Linked DNA regions of Mus musculus: all the other regions are linked to region 3. A link is a contact called in public HiChIP or PLAC-seq data. All regions are on one chromosome and are shown on one strand. The core of a region is the stretch at or near the end of the contact, and the rest is flanking DNA. Distances in the headings are between cores, read along the strand shown.

Region 1 (3,338 bases), core at 751-3,250, 230 kb after region 3:
ATCTATTTGCTCATAGTGGTCTCATCTGTATATGGAAGTGTGATCACCTGCCACACAGGGTGAGGACCAGATGTGGAAGTATATTAAGGGTACAATATGGGGCCTACAAAGGCTCTCCATAAAGCACACACCACAGCCACCACACCAATGTTCTCCTTTGCACTACATTCACTGGGAAGTTGTAAACTTGCTTTCCCTGGGTTCTTTGCCTCCATGCTCTTATCAAGATTCATTCCTTCCATTCAATTTCCCCTTCATATGTGGTAGATGATTGTTTTCCCCTAAGTGATTGTCAGAATAATTTCAGATATTATCTCTCACTTGATTGCAGATGATCAGGGTGCAGATTTGCCATTATACTCTGTTCATAGAGTAAGAAAGGCTAGATTAAATGCCTGTGTGTGGATTGTGCATAGTGGAAACCTTCTGACGTCAGTCTGTTTCTTCTGTATGGTTTCCTTAATAATTGTTCAGTTGATTGTATTATGTAGTTTAATTGTCTCAGCTGCTTTTAATTTTCTTCCCATTTTTCAAATGCCCATTGATTTGCCCATCTCACGTGGATGGTTAAACCCTTGAGTATGTGTGTGTAGACAAAGACAGAGACACAGAGACACAGACACACAGACACACAGACACACAGACACACACACACACACAGAGAGAGAGAGAGAGAGAGAGAGAGAGAGAGAGAGAGAGAGAGAGAGAGAGAGAAGGAGAATGGGGGATGGGGGGAGGAGAGAGATGCATAGTCCATGCATATTCATACCATGGTTCTCAAGAAGTAGTCAATGTTCTCTAGGTAAGTGACCATTGATTTGATATAGCATTATAACAATGACTTTTTGAAGCATCTTGCTTTGATATGTTTGCTTGTGCTGCTGCTCATAGAATTATTCACTTCCAGTTTCTGTATATTATGCCATTATATCACACAGTCTGGGGCTCATTTTTTCTTTTCAAAATTTACCTTAAATCATGTTTATGTGTTCTCTCCCTCTTATTCTTTCTTTCTTGTTTTCTCTCTCTCCTGTTCTCTCTCTCTCTTTCTCTCTCTCTCTCGTTCTCTCTCTCCCTCATTCTCTCTCTCTCTTGTTCTCTCATTCTCTCTGTATGTGTGTGTGAAATATAATGGTAGAAGAACAACATTGCAGCCTGTGTCAGAATATATGATATCTACTAGAGTCCTTGTATATTAAAAAGCAGTGTGTATGTTAAACGTAAAACAACTCAGACCAGGGACTGCTGGTCCAGCTTATATTAAGATGTTCAAAGTGTTTCCTATACGTGTGGTTTTCTCTGTTACCTCTGTGAATGTCTCAGATAAGTTTTATTTATAGTTGTTTTACATGAAAATTTACCAAAAAAAGAAAATTTACCTATTTAGTTTTTTGAAATCCATCCTTAGTAAATATCTTTTTTGGGTGGGGGAGCCCTCTGCTAAGGCTGTTAAGACTTGGTTTATAGTAAAAGGTTTGAGATTTTTTTGAAGAAGGAACAAAGTCTAGTTGTTTATATTTGTGTGAGAAGTTTTTGTGTTGCCAGTGGTAACTACAGAGAATTATTTTAAACAGTGCCCTTTTAATAACAATGGTCTTCCCAAACGTAGTGTGGCGTAGCTTTAAACTTTATTAAGCCCGCCTTGTCCTCCTTCCCCTCCCTGAGTAAATGGAAGAAAAGTTTCCAGGCTCCTTGCTGGGAATTTGATTGATGCCCAGAACATCTGAAGGACTTTTGTGTCCTGCCTGCTCGCCGTGAGTTCATAATGTGTGAATACGTAAAAGAAGGTCAGCCCTTATCACATGTAATCGCGGCCTGAAAGCAGATCGGCACTGACAGTCAGATCCTGCATATAAGGGCACAAATCATTGCCTGCTCCGCTGAGACAAGTGGTGGGATCTTTACTCTCCCTTTTTACCCCTTCCCACTCAGGGGGACCTTGGCAGCGCAATGAAAGCCCAGCGAAGACGTGCTCAGAATAACGTGTCCCTCTTGGGAGGAGGAAGGGATTGTGTGTTTGTCATGATGTGACGGTCTTTCATTGAGCAGCTGAAGGCAGCTCTGGGTTGTTAGTGTCTAGTGGTGTGGAATGCTGCAAATTAGGACAGGCCAGGGAGGCAGGAGGCCTGAGAAACAGCCGAAGATGTGGTCTTTCCTGACTCCAAAGGCAGGGAAAATGTTTTTGTTCCCTGACTTGCTTTCCACTTTGCTCTCATGATATAGAATATTAATAGTTCCTTCTTAAACGTGAATTAAGTGTTTATTTAAAACCCAGAATAGTGTCATGGGTTATCAGCACTGTCCTGCAGGCAACACATGTACGAGCTTAAAAAATACTGTAGTTCAAAACTCCATGGAATGATAGGGATCAAAAATGTTGGAACTTCTAAAAGGAAGATGGAACATTGTGTCATCCTAACAGGCCTGTGCACTGGAACTGATACTTACGTAAATCATATTGCAAGCATCATGAGTAGAGATGTTCAGATAATAATTACAGCAGCACGGACATTATAGTCCTTTTTAAGAATAATGAAAGATGTTGCATCCTTATAGGTACAGAAGACAAAATTATTTATATTATTTCCAAATCTTTTGTAGTTTGCTTCAAACTATAAGCTAAAAGATGTAGTACTTGCTTTCTGTTTGTGCAACAGAAAAATGGAGAGTGTGCCTATGAGTATGGAAGCATTCTTTTCCAAACACAGAGGATGAAAGCAAAGCTTCTGTTCAGGAGACTAGACCCTTCCTGGCTTCTAATTTCCTTTCCAGCCTCCTGGTTGCTGCTCCCTACCCCAAATCTCTGGATCTTTGGGCACACCCAATTTCTCACATCTCTTTCAAACATGACTCCCAACATCTATTCATAATTGTATGTGATGTCTTGTTTTCTCTGTACAAGGGTTCCTTACACTGGAAATTCCTTCAAGGTCTAGGTTTATTTTAATTTTTAATTTTACCATATATGTGAATGTGTGTCTCTGTGTGTGTATACCTGTGTGTGCCCCTCCCCTCTCTGTGTGTGCATTCATTCATTTAGGTATTTTTATGTGTGAGTGTGGGTGTGCATGCATGCATGCGTGCTCCTGCATATAGAGATGAACATCAGGTGTCTCCCTTTATTTCTGCCCGTCATTGAAGTTTAGATTTCAGCCATCTCTGTCTTCCCTTCCCCCAGCTTGAAGTTCCAGATGCCTGCTAGTGTGCCAGGCTGGGCATCTGAACTCAGGGCCTCATGCTTCTGCAGTAGTGCAGGCAAGCTGCAAACCTCGCAGTCCCTGGGGACCAAGTTGCTATAAAGCCTCTCTCTTATGACGACACCCATCCTCAGGCCCCAC
Region 2 (3,619 bases), core at 558-3,057, 250 kb after region 3:
TGCAAATGTGCTGTCTTTAACCTTATCTTGTTTTGTAAATTAGCATTCGGGCATTTAGGGGAGATTCTGTTCCCTCAGGACCCATGCCTACAGCCCTTGTTGTACTCAAACAGACATAGACTATATATATCAAATTCAAAGAGAGAAGAGAAGGGGCGGTGAATGCCGTGGATTGTCTCATTCTGTGATCCAGGTCATGCTCGAACCACATCTGCAGCTTTGTGAAGTTTCTGCAGGAAGCTGAGCAATGCAGCTGTCTCTAATGTACTGTGAACCTTGAAAGGAATTTCCTTTCAAGTAAGAACGGAAGTAGTTTGTGTGTGGGATGATGGAGTGAAGGGTTTGATTTAACAGAAAATAAAGGGCAATTATGTGTGTAAAACAGCCACACATCCTAAAACAATCCTAGTAGGAAGGTATGTTAGAGGTACCTATGTGCATACTTGAAAGAGTCTTGTAAACTTTTCATAAGCTGCTTCTATTTCCTAGGCTTTGGTAGAGGCAAGTGGTATTCGTGGTTTTGGTGACTTTAAAAGTCTCACTGCTGGTCTTAGAGGTAGACCAGAAGTTGGAATATCAATGTTATTGCTAGCCTTTTAGAATTTACACATTTAGTCAAGGACTATGGCTGAAGCAGAACAGAACTGAGGAACAGCCTAGACAGAAACCATAGCAGGGAATGCTCATAAACTGTAATAAAGATGCTGAACTGCAGCTCTCCACAAACAGAGGGCTTCTGTCAGAGATGATGAAGGACTCAGTTTTCTTTAAAGCGTCTGGATATTGGGCATACTCCGGTGTATATATGGGTAACACAAGTTGGACCTCCTCCTCCTCTTCCTCCTCCTCGTTGTCCTCCTCCTCCTCCTCCTCCTTCCTTTTCCTCCTCCTCCTCCTCTTGCTCTTTTACCTCTTCCTCTTTCTTCTTGTTGGGAAGAGGTTACAAGGGGAGGGGGACAGACCTGGGAAGACTGTGAAGTAAGTATAATAGGGGTTCATGATGTAAAATTCCAAAGTAATCAAAAATATTTTTTAAAAGAAAGAAATCCAAAGCAGGTGTTTGCTACATGCACATATAGCAACAAGTTGCAAAAACAAAACAAAAATAACCCCAAAACCAACCAACCAACCAACCAAACAACAACAACAAAAAAACCATTGCCACCTCAGAGCATTTATTTGAATGCCTGAATGAAACAAAGCTAGGGACTTTGGTCTTGCCTTTTTCCTTTATTCTGTCATATTCTACTTTATTAAAAGCATTTGTGTTCATGGCAAGGCACTTTTATGATTGTTTATTTACAATAAGGGAAAAAAAACCCAACAACCTAGGACTACATTTAAGTTTTAGGGGAACAAGAAATTGCACACCACCTGGAAGAATAGAGCAGCTTTTCCTTTTCTTCTTGAAATACTTATCTCATGAGGTAACTTGAAAAGTATCTCAAATTGCTCAGCCTGCAAAGAAGACATCTGATCTCTGGCTTTACTCCTGCAGAGTGAGCTTTAACACCTCTACAGATTCATTTCTTAATGCTAAAATTATGCAGTCATTGTTCCTTTCCATTGCTGGACATCGCTTGTAGAGTGTCCCTATAAATTTGCACACTGGGTTTTATAGCATTGGGCAGCTGAGGCAGAGGGTTTGGAGGAAGCTGATCTGCTGGCTTTAGTAGGTGAAGTTGCTGTAGTTCATATCTTACTTTTCCACCCCGCCACTGATTATTTATCCAATGAGCATAAGCGTACACGTTGCTTTTGAAAGCTGAATGAGAACACTTGCCCTTTGTCTGTGGCTTGTTTTGATTCTTACATCTGCTCCAGAAAGGGTTTTAAAGGGCCACTGAAGATGCCATAGCATCTGTTTTTGTTTTATAAGACACATGGGCAAAATTATGCCCTAGAAGTTCTATAATGCCTTACTTTTTAGTCTGCAGATTGTTTTCTTATTTTTGTGTTTAAATGAATCATTAAAGCATGCTTATGGGTTTATTAAATATTAGTAATGTAACAGAAAAAAACTGTCACTATTGGTATTTTTGTAACTTAAAGATACACATGTCAGTATTTTTTTAATATGACAGTGTTTGCCATTTTTAGATGATAGGCATAAAGAAAGCTGACAATACTTCATTTTGAGATGGAATAACATGCTAATTTTGTCTTATATAGCTTTAAAAATTAACATAATTTGATTATGGCTTAGGATAAAGCATTGGTGCTTAATTATCTCATTGTATAAATCATGAAGCAGGCTCAAAGGCGTTAAGTTATACATTGGGTCAGAAAGTTAATATAAGGCAGTACCTAGATTAAGATTGTCTGACTCCTGTGTTGGTTTTGTTATCTACCCTGTAAATATCTGCTAAGGGAAAATATTTATATGGTTTCAATTTACAAGAAGCTTCAAAAATGTAAAGCATAAACTTTTAGAATCTTACAATGGCAAACTTAATACTTCAGGGAAGAAAACCACAAAAAAGTGGGTAGACCATACTCTTGGAAAATGGGCTGCATGGTTTATGGAGCAGAGTTATTGTCAGCTGTCTATGTCTTTAAAAAGACAGAAATGGAAAGCTGAATGATATAAAAATCAAAAATAATGAACATGCTATCCACAGGAGGAGGATGTAGATATGACAAGCAGATAAATAAGAGAATTATCAGCTCAAGTAATAGGAAATACCAAGCTCCAGTAAGCCATGTGACAAAGGAATGAAAAGTTTGGAATTACCAAGGTTTGGCAACTTAGGAAGAAACAGAAACTCCTAGCTGCTGTTAGTTGTAAATTTTCTTCTAAGTTTGAATAGTGACCAACAATTCACAGATATTGAAATTGTGTAGAATAGTCAGTCATAGGCCAAGGAAGGAATCCTAAGACATGGCATTTAAAAGTACAAGCAACAATAAGAATTAACAAATGGAATTCATCAATTAAAATTAGTTTCTGTGCTTCAGAGCATATCACCAAGAAGGGAAAATATAGTCTACAGAATTAGCAAAAAAAAAAAAAAAAAAAAAAAAAAAAAAAGAAAGAAAGAAAGAAACTCAAATATTGCATATTGCATAATAGACATTTATTCTAGTAAAATGAAGAAAACAAACAATAAGGAATTATCCTGTGCAAAATTTGACAAGTATCTAAACAGACATTTATATTTATCTAAACAGACATTTACATAGTGAAACAAAGGGATGATCAGCATTGTTATTTATTATAGACTTTCAAGTCAAAACTGCAGTGTGATACTGCTTTTATATCTACTATGTATTACTATTTTAATAAAAAACTATAATTAATAAGTGATCAAATAGTTTGCTGAAGAAGAATGTATGTTCAGACATGCACTTGAATGTTTACCATGACATTATTCAAAATAACTATGAACTGTAGACAACCCAAATATCCATCAAGTCACGAGCAGATTAAATAATTACAGGGTTTGCTTTATTACACATTTGTATAATTTTACATACTAGAATAGGATCAGTAATGAAATCAGTTGTGTATGTCAGCTAGAACACATGGATTTTCTTCTTTTTTCTTTCTATTTATTGAAGACTTGGTTCTAGCAACTACTGTCTATAATTAAAACACCAAATTAGGGTTCATACCTTG
Region 3 (3,429 bases), core at 261-2,760:
GTTTATAGAGCCCTCTCATCCTTTTCTTCTACCCAGAGATTTTTTTTTTTAAAAGACTCTGTGCCCCTCTCCCCCATGACCTACAGAGGGTTTCAAGTACCTTTCTCTGTAACATCCAATTTATTTAAATTCAGTTTATAAGAACCTCTAAGGGAGAATCTTACACTTCTGTCTAGTAAATGTTATTAGTAATTCCTACATCACAGGGGTAGATCTATTCAAGTTTCTTTCCTATTTAAAACTAATGTCAGGAGACGAAAATGACAGAAAGTCTGATTGGGGGACAGATAGAAGGCAAGTTCACTGGTCACATACTTATAGTTAGGAAAGAAGAGAAAGACGATGCAGAAGGGGAGGGGGTGGGGTTATCTCTGACTCACAGAGTGAAGGCAACAGGTTGGATTCCACCTTTGCAGTTCTTTCAGCTCTAAGTCCTGACACCTGGGGTCAGCAAGGGCCCAATAAAGAGACACCAACAAGCAATTTACCTACTTAGAAAACTTCTAGACAACGTCTTACAGTCTGGCTTCAGGGACTATAACATGGATACACGATGGGGCAGGCAGACTCCCTTGGCGACACTGTCATTTCAGGATAAATATACCCACCATTTACCAACTCATTAATAAACACCAGGGACCCCACTTGCTCCTAAGAGGGACCTGTAGGTCTCTTATATTTACAGGTGAAAATATTTTATTTAACGTCTGATTCAGCTGGAACAATTTCAGAAGAAAGGGGATGAAATAAAATGGTAGGAATGAAATAGATCATAATGAGAAACTCATAAGAAATTCACTTCCGAGTGGCACAAAATAAAACTTAAGTCACACTTCTAACGAGGACAAACGGGGCTGCTCAACATGCTTGGAATTTAAAAAAAAGTGAGGAAATGAATTATGGTGGAAACTGGGCATCAGGCATTAGGAAGAAAAGATATTTGGAATTCATGAGATACCGCCCTGGGAAACAGTTGGCAAAATGGCTGAGTTGAAAGAGGTTAGCTATGCTCCCCAAATCTCCGGAGAAGCCGAATCACCTTACTTTATATTCATTTCTCCAAGAGTCGAAACACTTACAGACTTAGCCAGGAGACCACAGAGTAAAGATGTCAAATGCTTTCTCAAGCCAAACTGTAAAATTTCATCGAACACAAGTGGAATTTTTTGCGTTGCCTTTCATTGTTTACAATTTCAAAATATCTGTATTAAGGAAAAATTTCATTTTCCTAGGAAGCCTCACTCCATGCCTCAAGATTTCTAACCCCTCACCCGAGACTGTGGATCTAATTTGATGTGCACTCCCCTCCCCTTTTTTATGAGGTGTGTGACCAACGTTTCCATAACTTCTCCAAAGTGTCGCTGGCCCCGGAGAAGTTGAAGTTCACCGCGCTCTGCCATTTGGAGTCGGTCCCAGCTCGCACCATTCCGCGCTGCCTCCTCGCGCTTTTGTTTCTGGAAGCTGAAGGGGGCGTGTGGCAAGGCTTTTGGACCAGCCAGGGACGTTTGTCCGGCTGCAGCGCCAGGGATGCTCTGAGGACGGCTCTGGAGGTGGCTGGGACCGCTCCAGGCGCCGGGCCGCGTAATCCCTGCGCTAAGTGCTTGGCTCGCAGTCTGCAGTCACTAGTGGGAGCTGGAGAGGGCGAGTGAGAAAAATTCCAGCGGCGGCGGAGCGGGAGGAGGGACAGGAGCTACGGCGGCGGCGGCAGAGGCAGCGGCGGCGGCAGAAGTTGCCGGCGTGGTGCTCGTAGTGAGGGCGCGGAGGACCCGGGACCTGGGAAGCGGCGGCGGGTAAGGGGCGCTGGGAAGGGGCCTGGGAGTTCGGATCGGGGGTCTCCAGGGTAGCCCGCGCTTTGTGCGGCGATCGGGGTGGGACACGTGCTCCTCGGGGAGCGGGACACCCGGACAGCGGGGCGCTCCCGGGCCACGAGCGCTTGGGGGGACGCCAAGGGGCACCGAGCTCGGGACCAGCCACCTGCCTCGCCTGCTCCTCGGACCCGCTGGGAGAGCCAAGGCGCTCATGGGACAACCACACTCTTCGGTCCTCTCGCGCTCTCCCCTGCCCCTTAGTCACTCCATCCTCTCAGCCCTCTCCTCTTCCGAGTCTTTCCAACGTGATCCCATACTTAGTAGCTGACTTTCCCCACCTCTTGTCCTTTCCTCCTGTCCCTCTACACTATTCCCATCGGTTCTCTGCAGGGTGAGGTTTTTCTGACATTGGAGAAAGACCCTCCGGAAGTTGTGCAGGGCGGCAGGTATCTAGTTTCTCTGAGCCTCTCCAAGGAGGCTGAGTGCTCTGTGTTCTGAATGGGGACCTTGTGGCTTCTTTGAGTTATTAGGGACTGCTCTTTTCTTAGTCACCTTCCCCCAAGGTGAGGTCAGTTACTGTGAGGGGCCACAAAGGTGCCAGTGAAACAGAACAGAAGAAGGCAGCTGAGTAACAGAAGGTCCCAGACATATCCGCAGTGAAGCGGAACCACCTGAGAGAAGGCTCCTGGATTCTGGAAAAACAAAAGGCTCCATGAGTCCTCACGATGGAGTTCAGCTGAAGAACATTTGAAAAATAATATGAAAAAGCCCTCGGTGTGAGAGCCTCTTGCTGTCCTCACTGAGACTAAGTCTTTGCTTTTCATATGCATATTTTTGGGGCTCTTGGTCACAACTTCTCTAATTATTGTTTTGAGGGAAGTTAAGAGAAATGGTCTATGTCAACGGGGCACTTATGTTTTAAGAAAAAGTGATTTCAACTTTGTACTTTTATACCTCTTTACATTCTGCCGATCAAGGAGAATTATGTCTAACTGCAAAGAAAATAGGAAAGGATTTGTCAGTAATTTAAAAAATATGAGACATTCCAGGGATCAATAATTTCTTTGGAGCATTCTCATTACGAGGATGTTGTCGAGGATATTACATGTTAGTGAAATATGTTAGCTGTGACACACTTGGATCATTGTGTGGCAAAAAAAAAAAAAATTACGTGCGCGCTGCAAGCAAATCATATCGGCAATGGCTTTTTATGGAAAAGTTAGCTTGAAGTTAATTACTGCCATTCTCAGCTTTCTTTATTCCTGCATAGTGTACCTTTGTTTTGAGCAAAATATGGCCCAGGGCTACAAGACTGGGTCCAGTGTGTTATTTGTCCAATCTGAATTACCATTTAGAAAACCACCTTTTCCTTTTGGTCACAGGAGGCGAGTTGATGTGATCTCATTACACATGTGTGAGGGGCTGCTGATGAATTTTAGCCGCACTGATTTGTGAATATTGAAAACAAAATGTTGGGTTTTGGCGAGGTAGCAATCTTGATTTATGCCATGTTCATGAATCATCAGTATTGACAGCACCTTTGCCACGTTGTTTACCAGGTGCTGCCAGAGTGCAGTCAGGCAGGGTTGTCTGAAACCCCTGTTAGGTTATTATTGTCCCA

The links. HiChIP or PLAC-seq counts read pairs in DNA pulled down with a chosen protein or histone mark.
Region 1: a contact with region 3 is called in an H3K4me3 HiChIP or PLAC-seq map of neural progenitor cells, with 34 read pairs. The contact joins the enhancer-like site here to the promoter of Bmpr1b in region 3. A contact is called at or near these places in 12 of 39 promoter capture datasets (the 3T3-L1 cell line, cranial neural crest, embryonic stem cells and 7 more), 2 of 484 Hi-C or Micro-C datasets (granulosa cells and nephron progenitors), 12 of 115 datasets of contacts at active chromatin or transcription factors (astrocytes, embryonic basal ganglia, embryonic brain and 7 more) and 3 of 9 other capture datasets (adipose tissue, embryonic stem cells and macrophages).
Region 2: an H3K4me3 HiChIP or PLAC-seq map of neural progenitor cells shows a contact between it and region 3, with 15 read pairs. The contact joins the enhancer-like site here to the promoter of Bmpr1b in region 3. A contact is called at or near these places in 7 of 39 promoter capture datasets (the 3T3-L1 cell line, cranial neural crest, embryonic stem cells and 4 more), 1 of 484 Hi-C or Micro-C datasets (cerebral cortex) and 8 of 115 datasets of contacts at active chromatin or transcription factors (craniofacial prominence, embryonic basal ganglia, embryonic forebrain and 5 more).

Annotation. Positions count from the first base shown.
Region 1 is chr3:141,935,408-141,938,745 of GRCm38.p6, reverse strand. All of the region lies in intron 2 of Bmpr1b (bone morphogenetic protein receptor, type 1B), which reads left to right. Among named protein-coding and RNA genes, the nearest start is that of Bmpr1b, 230 kb to the left of the region's middle. Within about 2 kb of position 2,000, at least 46 of the 459 cell types and tissues checked have an H3K27ac peak or open chromatin away from gene starts, as enhancers often do. A contact at or near this core is called in astrocytes, embryonic basal ganglia, embryonic brain and 6 more, where this site is marked.
Region 2 is chr3:141,918,024-141,921,642 of GRCm38.p6, reverse strand. All of the region lies in intron 2 of Bmpr1b (bone morphogenetic protein receptor, type 1B), which reads left to right. Among named protein-coding and RNA genes, the nearest start is that of Gm15689, 240 kb to the right of the region's middle. Within about 2 kb of position 1,807, at least 7 of the 459 cell types and tissues checked have an H3K27ac peak or open chromatin away from gene starts, as enhancers often do. A contact at or near this core is called in neural progenitor cells, where this site is marked.
Region 3 is chr3:142,167,506-142,170,934 of GRCm38.p6, reverse strand. Bmpr1b (bone morphogenetic protein receptor, type 1B) reads left to right here and starts at 1,510. Exons shown (of 12, transcript NM_001277217.2): 1 at 1,510-1,790.